2 separate regions of the Ovis aries genome follow, and region 2 is linked to region 1. Evidence: chromatin contacts called from public Hi-C data. All regions are on one chromosome and are shown on one strand. Each heading gives the region's core, a stretch centred on a gene start, on an enhancer-like site or on the middle of the called end of the contact. The rest is flanking DNA. Distances are from core to core; before and after follow the strand shown. Region 1 overlaps SPOCK1 (SPARC (osteonectin), cwcv and kazal like domains proteoglycan 1). Region 2 holds the start of SPOCK1 (SPARC (osteonectin), cwcv and kazal like domains proteoglycan 1).

The links. A called contact is a pair of places that touch in the nucleus more often than the background predicts.
Region 2: a Hi-C map of hypothalamus shows a contact between it and region 1, with 6 times the contacts expected there. The contact joins the promoter of SPOCK1 here to the enhancer-like site in region 1. A contact is called at or near these places in 3 of 16 Hi-C or Micro-C datasets (hypothalamus, liver and mixed tissues).

What each region holds. Positions count from the first base shown.
Region 1 is chr5:46,466,624-46,472,703 of ARS-UI_Ramb_v3.0, reverse strand. All of the region lies in intron 2 of SPOCK1 (SPARC (osteonectin), cwcv and kazal like domains proteoglycan 1), which reads left to right. Among named protein-coding and RNA genes, the nearest start is that of SPOCK1, 120 kb to the left of the region's middle. Within about 2 kb of position 2,658, at least 8 of the 54 cell types and tissues checked have an H3K27ac peak or open chromatin away from gene starts, as enhancers often do. A contact at or near this core is called in hypothalamus, where this site is marked.
Region 2 is chr5:46,591,031-46,597,110 of ARS-UI_Ramb_v3.0, reverse strand. SPOCK1 (SPARC (osteonectin), cwcv and kazal like domains proteoglycan 1) reads left to right here and starts at 3,536. Exons shown (of 12, transcript XM_042250908.1): 1 at 3,536-3,681; 2 at 4,281-4,466. The coding sequence starts at 4,281.

The DNA of each region.
Region 1 (6,080 bases), core at 1,409-3,908:
TTTATGCTAAGTCCAGCTTGTTCCCAGCTCTGGGAATAGTCAGAGGCAAGTGTGCCCCGAGTGGCCTGCTGGGTGTGAGAGCCTGGTGGCTGCTGACTTCCTTTTGCCACAGATGCCCAGGTCGCCTCACATACTCAGCTGCTGAGATGGCCAGCGACAGTTTTACTGCAGTCAGCGCTTTTAAGATTGCTTTTGAGTCTCTTGCTGTGCCTTCTGAAAGGGCCTGATGCTCTTGGGTGCAGCGAAAGGGAATATTCTTCCAAGCCCCTTTGAAGTAGTGGGCACGGGCTTTGTTCTCTGCAGACGAGTCTTTCCAGAATCAAACTGGATCTCCCCAGCGGGGCGGGCGGGGAGGTTGCTGGAGGTCAAATATAACCTGTGCAAACCTGGAGCATGAGGCTCCCCCTGGCTAATTCCGCTGCTGAGTGTTTGATTGCTGTGGCTGATGTTTTGTTTGGGTTTTTTTTTTTTTTTTAATCTATTTTTATCTTAACGACCCAGATAGGCAATGGCCTTCTTTCTTAAAGAAGTCTGGGTTCGTTCTTACCAAAATGCAAGATTCTGGATTAAATAACTTACTGTGATTTTCATTTTATATTTTATTGAGGTATAAGGCAGAAAAGTGCACACATCTTAAGTATACAGCTAAATAAATGTTTCTCTCTAATATTCCTCTACAGTCTTGTCTAGATTAAGATATAAGAACATTTGCAACACCTGAAAAGGTTCATGCTCTTCCCATGCTCCCTTACCAAGGGCAACCATCATAATGACCTTTACTGCCATCGGTTAATTTTGGACTTGATACAGGATGAGTTCATCCAGTATGCATTCTTCTGTATCTGTCTTTTACTCATCATGTCTGGGAGATTACCTTGTCTCCAGAAGTAGTTCTTTTTCACTGCTGTGTAATATTCCATTACTTGACTTTATTATCACAATCTAGTATTTCTACCGTTGATGGGCATTTGGCTTCTTCACATTTTTTAAATCCTTATTTATTTTTTTCTTTTTTGGGGGGCCATGCCACACAGCATTTGGAATCTTAGTTCCCCAACCAGAGATCAAACCCATGCTCTCTGCAGTGGAAGCATGGAATCTTAACTACTGGGCCACCAGGGAATGTCCTGTGACATTTTTAAAAGCTGAGCATATAGGCTATCCTTTGATGCTGGTCATCATTTATTCGAATGATTAAAAAAAAATTAGCAGTGGAGCTTTCTTTTCCCCAAGTGCAATTCCACATGGAATTTGTACTGAGGAGCTAGACTGAGTGTGGCTGCTTCAACTGGTTGGTGGCTTTGGCTCCACCTCTTTGCCTTCTCTGTCCCCTGGGGTGACTGTGGGTGGGGAGGCTTAGCTGGTTGTTTCAGGACCTGGCCTCTGGAGTTGGACCACCTGCCTGGTTTCCCTTGTTGTGCATCCTTGGACAAATCACTTAATCTCAGTTTCTTTATGTACAAGATGGAGGTTGAAGAAAGTAGTGCCATCATACAGTTATTGAAAACATTAAGACAACAAATGCAAAGCAGCGTTGACACTTAGCCAGTGCTTAGCAAGTGGCACGCTAAGTGCTGCTGCCATCCTTGCAGGCACCCGCATTTCCATCTTGCGGGGTCCTAGTGCTCCCTGGGGCACCATCACAAAGCTATGAATTCATGCCACTGGCAGGATTGCAGCTCTTCTCATCCCTCCAGCCCCGTGGAGACGCATACACCACAGTGCCTTGGAGTGGCTCTGAGGTTCTCCTCCCTGCTGGTGTGTGAGTGCCAGTGAGGCAGGCACGTGGCTCCCTGTGGAGCCTGGCAGAAAGCTGGCCCTCCACCGGGCAGTGGAAATGTACCCCCCAAAGCCCTACCCAGGCTCATGTTTTGCTGTGGACCTGGGCTTTGTGGGACTGTTGTGTTTGCTAAATGAAGCCTGTCTGTCTGGGTCTCTATCCTTGTGGCGAGATGTCCTTGTGGCCTGAATCCAGAAAGATGTTAGGATGGGGAGAATGGAGCCCCGCCTGTCAGGCTTTTATCCCACTTTGGCTTCCAGCCAAATGGGATTTTTGGAGCCAGGCCCAGATGTAGCTGAAAGGATTAGATGTAACTGTTATTACTGTTCATAATAGCAGTATCTTACATTTATTTAGTGTGTGCTATCTGCATTAGACGTGCTTCACAAAGGCCCTGTGAGGTAGGCGCCACTGTTACATTTGTTGATACATGTTGATCTGCCCACTGGGTACCTCTTTCTCCAACTAGGATTAAGTCCTACGGGGGAGGGATTTTTTTTTCCTTTTCTTCACCGTTATATCCTCCTGAAACTAAGATAGTAAAGAATCAGTAAATATTTGTTAAATGAATGAATAATTCTCTCTTTTAAAGAAGAAGACATGGGAGCTCAGAGAACTTAGGTAACTCAGCCAAGGTCACACTGTGAGAGCCGAGTATGGGTGATGCTGGGCTTCTGCTGACGACTGTGGCCTGTGCAGGGGGTGGCGGCCCCACTCAGAGGACAGAGGTCCAGGTTTGGGGACCTGAGCTCAGGGTTGGAAGATCTCCCTGGTAATGAATCCAGTGTGTGTCATTGAGGAGGTGTCCTCTGCTACCCAGCTGGGGTCATTCAGGACTCTCACCTGTGGAGGGGTTGAGGTCTTGGGCGCCCCCATGTGGCCTGACAGAGCAGAAGCTCCGTGGTGGGCCTCAGGCTTGGCCCTTTACATGCTGCAGATGCTGGGGAGGCATTTCTGTCCTGAATCAGTCTAGAGGAAGGCTGATGGGGGCTAGGGGGGCAGGGCAGGAAGTGAAACCCACCCTTGTCTGACAGGGACAGCAGTTCAGTTTTGTACTTGTGTGTGCATGCTAAGTTGATTCAGTCATGCCCGACTCTTTGCAACCCTATGGACTATAACCCACCAGGCTCCTCTGTCCTTGGGGATTCTTCAGGCAGAAATACTGGAGTGGGTTGCCATTTCCTTCTGCAGGGGATTTTCATGACCCAGGGATCGAACCCGGGTCTCCTGCGTTGGCAGGTGGGTTCTTTACCACTAACGCCACTTGGGAAGCCCAGTTTTGTGCTTAGCTCAAAGCAAAGCAGTTCACACTTGGGAGTTTTCACCCTCTTTCTCTTTAAGCTCTGGGTATCCCAGTAGCCATCTCTGGACTGGAAGCTCTGCTGAGCATGCCAACCTCAGGGAGGCCTTTCAAGTCATCTCGGTTCTTCTTCTTCTTCTTCTTTTTTTTTTTTAATATTTATTCATTTACTTGGCTGTGCCGGACCTTAGTTGTGGCACCTGGAGCCCTTGACCCTCTTTGCTGCCTCTGAGTTCTTCAGTTGTGCAAGCAGGATCTAGTTCCCCGACCAGTTCCTCCTGCATATTGAGAGTGCAGAGTCTGAGCCCTTGGACCACTCAGGACATCCCCATCTTGGCTCCTGAACACAGTTTAACTCATAGCACAGTTGGCAGCAGGCGATGCCCATGATGCCCTCATACCACACATTGCAGCTGCCCGGAGTTTCTGAGTGATTTCCATGTTTGTGAGGAGACGACTCAAGGCTAGATGCTGGCTGGTAAAGGGCTGCTTCCCTTTGGGCCTCTTCACCAGCTGCTCGTTGCTCCTGCTCTGTGTCCAGTGAAACATGTGCTCACCTATTTGTGGTTCGGTGCGTATCACTACTCTGCTGACTCCGTAGTTTTCTGTGCTGAGCATTGTCGTTTCCTGGTATTTTACTTTGGGATCCTTACCCACTCTAGTCTCTTACATACGCTCTCTTCCCTTTCTGAGAATTCCTGACACAGACTTGGACTTTTTTTGGGACGGTTGTGAAACTGACGTCAGTTGGGTGCTGCTTAAAAATGTGTGTTTCCCCTTCTTAGCTGTTTCTCACCCTGGGGTCATTTTTAGCAGGTTTTAAAGATGGTGCCTTGTCAGAATCTTTTCTTTAAAAAGGTGAAAAAATGAAATCGTGGGTGTCTTTGTGGGTTTTTCCCCTTCGCACGCAGGAAGGGATTTATATCCAGTCCTTGGAATGAAGGATGAAGACCATATTTCTTGGCACATGTAGTGGGCTGCAGAATGTGGAATTTAATGGATTTAGCAAGCAGGAGGCAGGAGAGCATCGGAATTAAGAGCTTGGCTCTGGATGCCCTGCTTGAGCCCAGGTGGGGCCCGGGCCAAGCTCCTTCATGTCGTTTCCTCATTCTCTAGACCTGCGTGGTCCACCAGAGTGACCATAAGCCAAGTGTGTCTACTGATTGAATTGAGATGCACTGTGAGTGTAGAATATGCAGCAGATTTCAAAGTCTGAAATAAAAAAAACCCAAAAACCTGATGATTTATTTTTTAAAATACTGATGACATGTTGAAATAATATTTTCTATATGTTAGGTTAAATAAAATATTTGCTAAACTTAATTACACCAATTTCTTTTTACTTTTTAATGTGGCTGCTAGAAAATTTGTGTTACTCCATGGCCTATGTGTGTGTTCACATTATATATCTATTGGGCAGAGCTGACCTAGACTGGTAGAGCCCTTCTTCATGAGTTCTTGTGAAGATTAACTGGGCAAATAGATGAAAGAGCTTAGTTTGGTGCGTGGCCTGTAGCAAGCATTCAGGGAAACTTCAAGGCTGTCACAGTCACCGTGGCCATCATCTTGTCATCAAGGGTGGGGATCTAAGCTAAAATTTGGAGATGTCTGAAGTATTGTTCTAGGTGAACTCTCCTTCCTCCAAAGAGGTTGTATATAATTTAGGGTTTCTCTAGTGATGTAGAGATTTCTGCTCCCCTTGGCTTCCCATTTTTGTGTGTGTGTGTGTGTGTGTGTGTGTGTGTGTGTGTGTGTATGTGTTTTTCTGGCTATATGGCTTGGCATGTGGGATCTTAGTTCCCTGACAAGGAATCAAACCTGCACCACCTTCATTGGAAACTTGGAGTCTTAACCACTGGACCACCAGGAAAGTCCCTCCATTTGTGTTTTTAATGGAAGATTATTTGTGTAATTCATAGTGAACCTGTTACCTAAGGGAATGTCCTCTTGACTCATTGAAAAAGACCCTGATACTGGGAAAGATTGAGGGCAGGAGGAGAAGGGGGTGGCAGATGATGAGATGCTTGGATGGCACCATCGACTCAATGGACATGATTTTGAGTAAACTCAGGGAGACAGTGACAGATAGGGAAGCTTGGTGTGCTGCAGTCCACGGGGTCACAAAGAGTCAGACATGACTGAGTGACTGAACAACAACTCACTCAAAGTGCATTGTCAAATGCCCCATCCCCGACCCCTGTCTCCCCGCCAAGGCTTCCTTATTTACCCAGCTACTTTGACTGTTGCAAGGAGTGACAAACGTATTTTTACTGAAACCAGTGATAAGAGCTACCCTTTACGAAGTGCTCACCACATGCCCAGCCCTGTGCTGAGTGCTTTCTATACAGGCTAGACCTCCCTGTGGGCATAGGAGCAAAGCAGGATTGAGGATAAGACTGCACTCAAAGTTACATAGCCAGCAAGGGAGGCGCTGGGTCTGGTATCAGGTCTGCCTGACTGGAAAGTCACTACACTCTTTATTCTGCCTCATTAGCACTCCAAGCAAGTCTCTCTTAATCAGGAAACCCGAAGCGGCCGAGACTGGGTGTTGCAGGATGTCTGGGAAGCTGGGGAGACCGTACATACACCTGAAGGCAAGGAAGCCCGGAAAACAGCTGAGCATCCTCAGGCTGTGACTGAGCTGGGTTCTGGAACCAAAGTGAAGGGCAGGGTGGCCAGTGTTGGGTTGTGACCAGGTACGATGACCAGCAGTCAGAGCAATACAGCCCTGGTCTTGGACTGTCCCTCCCTCCCAGCCAGGTAGATGTCCTGTGATTCTCCCGTGGGCCTGAAGTCCGTCAACCAGAGAGGCTTTCCTGAGACCCCCGCAGAGGGAGAGGAAAGCTCAGCCCCACCCAAAGCCACAGTATTTCTGGGAGAAATTTCACTACAGCCAGAACTCTAATGACCGCGTTGTATCAGAAAAGGACCTTATCTTTGGTTCAGGCCTGATGCAAATTTACTGGTGACTTTACCGCAGTTAGGTAAATGCCAGGAAAC
Region 2 (6,080 bases), core at 2,287-4,786, 120 kb before region 1:
CTCTCTCTGTGACCTTCAGCAATTCATCCAACCTTTCTGTGTGCCCCTGTTCCCAGCATAAAATGGTGATAGTTATGTCTGCTTCAGACTACCAATAGTACATGTTTGAGGATCCATTAAACTGAAAATAAAACATGTGGTGCTCTTTGGAAATAAGAACTATGTTAAAACAAGGAGTTATTATAGTTGTGTGTAAGCCAATGACAAGCAGAAATACAGCCCCAAGGCTCAGTATTGATTTTGGTCCCGGGTGCTTCCCGCGGCCGAATAAATCTGACATCCCTCCTCGCCAACCGGCTGGGCTGATGGCAGGTCTCCAGCTTCTAGCTCCTTGCCCTGGCTCCAAGGTTATGTCCTTTCTCATCTCAGGCCAGCTTCAGCACCCCCATACCTGCCTCGGCTGCTCTGAGTGCCCTTCCCTCCCCGGTGGGTGGTTACAGGGACAATTCCAGTTGTGAAACTGGAGCCTGGCCAAGAGCAGATGCCCTCTGATTAAACCAGGGCCTGCCAGAAAAGCAGAGATAGAATCTGCAGAGCAAGAGGTTTATGGGTGACCAGAGGAAATGTCTCCAGACAGTTAGGTTTCAAACTTTAGGGTGAATTAAGGGTTATGGAATTTGCTTCACTCATTCATCCAATTATTGGGTAAATATTGAATGCTCATCAGCCTATGAGTTAAGCCTGGAGATACAGGCATGAAAAAGACATTGTTTTTGTTTTCCTGGAATTACTATTTGAATTGCAAGACAGAGAATCAAGGGACGAAATACTTTTAAGGGAACAACCAAATGCAAGGATGAAGAGTATTGACGTGGCTGGATGGGGAGGGCCTATTTTAGATGGGTTGTTGGGGAAGACTTCGATGAGGTGGTGCATCTGAGCAGGCTCCCAAGAAGGAGCTGACCTTTGAAGAGCAGGGAGAGGACTGTTCGGGCAGAGGGTATGGCCAGTGCAGAGGGCCAGAGGTGAGAACACGCTTCATGTGCGTGCAAAACCGTGAGCAGGAGTGTGGCTAGAATGCAGGAATCACAGCACAGGGGAAGGGGCCAGATGGTGCCGGGCTTTATTGGTCATGGGAAGGAGTTTAGATTTTCATTGCACATGGTGAGCCATTGAGCAGTTTTATAAGAAGCAGTAATAATCTGTTTAAAAAGATGGCACTGACCCCTTAGTGAATAGTGGATTGGAAGGGAAAGGAAAGAATCAAGGAAACTAGCCAAGATGCCACTGCAGTCTTTCAGGAGGGCGTGACAGTCAAGAGGATCTGGTGGTCCCATGGAGGTGGAAGGATAAGGATGAATGGGAGGGGAGTCTGAAAGTGGAGGGGATCGGCTTGCTGACAGATGGGCAGTGAGGGACCAGGGAGATGGAGGGATTGAAGGTGCCTCGTGGGTTTCTGGCTTTAGCAGCCATGTGGGTGGGAGACATTTACTATTATGGGGAGGACTCAGCACAGGTTTGTGGAGGAAAATCTAGACTTCTGATTCGACATACCCCTGGGGCATCCAGAGGACCTATCGATTATAAAGCTGGATATACAGCTGGAAGTTATCAACAGTTCTGGGCTGGAAATGCAACAGGAGCATCTCAGCACAGGGCAGGATGAGGACACCCTGAGAGGGCAGATAGCTTTGGCCTGGGCCCAGGAAGCGATGGTGTATACACATGGGCACATACAGCCAGGAGGAAGAGTCCCATAGGCCCCTAAAGGGATGCTCAGTCAAGTACGGGAGGACTCAGGGCTGCCCACTTGGAGCAGACTGCTGATGTGGTAAGTCATGTCAGTCAGGGAAGAAGAAAGGCAGGTTGGAGTGGGTGGTAAAAGGATTTGGAGCTGAACTTACTTGGGTTTCCACGAGAAAGTAAGAAATGTACTCTCCATCATATGTAAATGTCTCTCCTGCTCTGATACCACCAGGACATAAAATGAAAATACCTAAAATATTCCTGTGACAACTGCAGTCCCCGGTATAATAGTTGTGACTCCACTCCTTTCCTCCCTTTCAGGAAAACTTCTAGGAATGTAAATCAGTCAGAGTAATGTTGGGATAAGCATCTGCTACTTTTTTTAGGAAAAAATCATAATCTAACTTCATAATGCAACCAAATTACTTGCAGTACAATCAAAGCTGACCACATCACATATGTAGGGGCTCAGTGTCGAGAGCTTGGCTCTGGGCACGGTGGGCACTGGTGAAAGAGCCAAACTGGGCCTCTGCCCTCACGGAGCTTGCTCCAGGCATGCGGAGACACAGACTTGGAGTGAGTGATTTCAAGTGATCTTGCAGCTGAGAAGCACTGTGTTCTCAGGGGAAAGTCACCAGCATCCTGGCCTCATGCAGCATCCTGGCCTTCAGTTCAGCAAGCCTGTCTGAAGCAGTCAGGGTGAATAAGCTGAGAGCTGAAATCAACGAGGCTGGTGTTGGGGGCAGGTGTGGTCAGCAGTCCAAGTAGAAGTCACCACCCCGTGCTAGAGGGAGCCCACATCCGCTGAGACCCATACCAAAGCTAGGAAGTCAGGGAAGAGATGAGGTGGTGTGAGAGGCAGCCAGAGAGGCCAAATGTGCAGGGTTTGGAGCCTCAGCCGTGAGTTTAGTCTTTATCAGGAAAGCAAACATGAAGAGATGTAAGTGTGTGTCGATGGAAGATGGGTGACTATGTCAGACCTGTTCTAAAAGCATGCAGCCATCTGCAGAATGGGCTGTGGTTGTACAAGAGAGAGGCAGCAGGTCAGTATGCCCTGTCCTTTTGATCAGACTTGCCTGAGGATCTGGAATGCCAATGGGGGCTGCATCTCCTGCCTCAGTGTCCTGTCCCTGAGCCTGGCCTATTCTCCCTCTCCTGCTCCCTTCCCTCTGGGAAAACCCAAGAGGCTGGTGCTGGGGCCAGTTCCCAAGGGTGGGGACAGAAACATATGTGGACCTTGCTGTGTAAGAACACCAAGGGATGCCCACAGGGCCAATGTGGTGACACAAGGCAGAAATAGGTGACAAATGATAGAAACGGGGGCCAGAAGGACTGTCTTAAGGGACTGACGGTAGTTGTCATGGTACAGGGCATGGATGTGCAGAGATGCGGGTGGGTGCATGACCTGGGGTGGGCAGTGCAGAAATTCACTCACTTCAGGACGCTCTCCTAAGGCATGCTGATTCAGCGAGTCTGGGGCGTGAGCCAGGTGTCCCGATTTTTAAAAAGTCCTCCCTCCCCCCCATTAAGATGATCCTGACTTAAGTGGTCCAACGACCTTGCTTTTGAGAATGCCTCAACGTTGGCCCTCCTCTTGGCCTTGATTCTCGGTTCCCTAGCTGTCTCTCGCCAGCCTGGGCCTGAAAGCTTATTTCAGCCTTGCGTAGAGATGTGAATAACCAGGATCCCCAGCTGCCTGACCAGGGGCGGCGGGGCGGGCGGGCGGGCGGGCCGCACAGCGGCGCGCGGCCGCCAGGGGTCGCCAGAGGCCTCGGCTCGAGCGCTCGGGCTCCTCCGCCCGCGGACGCCGCGCCCGAGCGAGCCTGCGAGCGAGCGAGCGAGCGGAGCCAGAGCGCTGCGGGCTCACAAAGCGGCAGGACGCGCGGCGGCGGGTGGCAGGAGCGCTGGGGAGCTAGCCAGCCGATTAGCCTTCTCGGCCACCGCGCCACAAGAGCTCGAGCAACTCGGACGCGGGGACCCGGGCCGGGCCCCAAGGTACGTTCCCCGCAGAACCCCGCGCCCCAACTTGGCGTAGTTGGGACACCTCCCCGCGGCCACCGGGGGTGGGGGCTGGCGGGGTCAGGGCCTGCCTGGGGCTGTCTCCGTGCGCCCCTCTTTCCCCGAGGCGGCGGCGGGGGGCGAGGGGAGACACCCCCCGACCCGGTCCGCAGGTCTATCCCCCATTCAGTGGGAGCCTGGACTGCTGGTCGGAGCCCTGTTTACCCCCTCCCTACCCGAGCTCTGGGCGCAGTGTCTGGGAGTCAGGCTTGCGGGTCCAGGGCTCTCCGTTTTCGGGGAGGGGTTCTGAAGCCCCTATCCGAGAGCGGCGGTGCGTAGGGCGCCCGGACGATAGCGGTCCTCTATAGTTTGATAGAGGCCCCTAATTTGTGACGCAGCCTCTTCATTTGAAACCGACCCAACCCCCCTCCATTCGTGAGAGAGACCCCTGGGTCTGTAGATCCGCCGCAGGTGTGCCCGGGGCTGACCCTGGCCCCGCGGGGCGGTCCCCGCTCGCCCCGACGGCGGGGGCGCGCAGCCCTCCGCTCGCCGCCCCGGGCCTCCCCTCACCGCCCCCGCGTGCCCCTGCCCCGCAGATGCCAGCGATCGCGGTGCTCGCGGCGGCTGCCGCGGCGTGGTGCTTCCTCCAGGTCGAGAGCCGGCACCTGGACGCGCTCGCCGGAGGCGCGGGCCCCAACAACGGCAATTTCCTGGACAATGACCAGTGGCTGAGCACAGTCTCTCAGTACGAGCGGGACAAGTACTGGAACCGCTTTCGAGACGTGAGTACTCGGGGCCCTGCGGGGGGCGGGAGAGCCTCAGAGCCGGAGGTGGGTGGTGGTGGCGGGGCGGGGCGGGGGTGGGGGGGTGGCGGGGCGCCTTCCTAGCGTGTGGGAGAAGCGCTGGTGCAGACTTCGCAGGCAGCTTGTGGGGTCGGGGTTCATGGGCTTCATCTTGCCTGAGAGGAACTTTGAAGACAACTTCGAAGGCTTGATGCTCTTCGCCCCTGTTACCTGCGGTCCAGGTGTGTGTAATGGTACCACTGGGGGAAAGTGATTGCACTGAACATGGTATTAACAGTGGGCAGCTGCGGAGACAGAGGCTCCTTCAGCTTAGGAGTTCTCCTAATGCTGCTGGTTGACTTTATCAAGCCCCCTGGAGAACCTCCCTGGGTAGCAGTGACTTAGACCATCTCTGGCAGGGGGCGGGGTGGGGTGGGGGTGTCCAGAAGAATGCCTGTTGCCGAGGTTTAGGTTCGGAGTGAGCCCAGCTTGTTGAGTAGGGAGCCAGGTGTCCAGGAGGTTCAGAGAACCATGGCTTTGATACATGCTCCTGTTGGGAGGGAGCATGGGGGTTTGGACCCTGGGCATCCTTAGAATGGAAAGGGAGCAGGCACTGGTGAGTTAGTCCACCACCCTGAAGGGGAGCCTGAATGGCAGAGGATGCTCCTCTGAGGGAGACGTGGGAGGCGAGAAAGTTATTCCTGGGCACCCAGAGGCAATCTGCTGCCTGTTTCTGCCCCAGGCTGGCGGCTGCTCCCCAGGTACGACCGGGAAGATGCCGGCCCAGAGGCTCCTGACGCAGTCTTTCCAGCAGATGGCATCCCCTCTGTGCTGTGGGAGGTGCTGCCAGCTCTCTCAGAGGCTGCCCCAGGTGGCTGGGACCATGTGCTTCTAGGGGACTAGGGAAAACTTAAATGATATTTAACACTAGGAATTCCTGCCCTGGGGAGGGACCCATACCACGGAGCCCCTGGTCTTGGCACAGGACTCCTTGAGTGGGAGACATGTGGAAGTGGGACCTGGATTCCTCTTACCCCATGCCCGGCATGCCTAGCCATTGCAAAGGGAGGGCCTGAGAAATCCAGTTAATCCAGATGTCTTCTAGTACTTTCTAAAGAGCACCTCTCCAGGGCCCATTCCAGAGGCGCTAAGGCCTTGAGTGGGGACTTACTTATCTCTCTCCTCTCTGTTCCTCTTCCCTTTCCCTTTAGTTGATGGTGGTCTTTTCCTTGAAAGAGGCTTTCGAACACTTTGGATGAACAAGCGATATGAGGCCTTACTGCTCCTCTCCCCGCCACCCCCGACCCCCACCCCCTAGCACCATGAGATCTGTTCCTGATCTGTTCTGTTAACCATCTCGCATCCCTTTTCTGTTCCACCCCAAAGAGCCCTGTACAGACTACCTTTGCCTGTGGCTGAAAAAGTTGGCCAAGCTGCCTGAAAGATGCCCTATGAAAGCTTCCATTCCCAGACTCACACAGGGTAGAAATTATCTTGCTTTTTTCTTGCCTTCTTCATTACATTTTAGATAAAGTTGAGGAAAGGGGCAGATGCTTGACTCTGCCCCTTGGCTAGAGCTGGAGGACACAGCCCCTTCTGCACACCCCCTCTGGT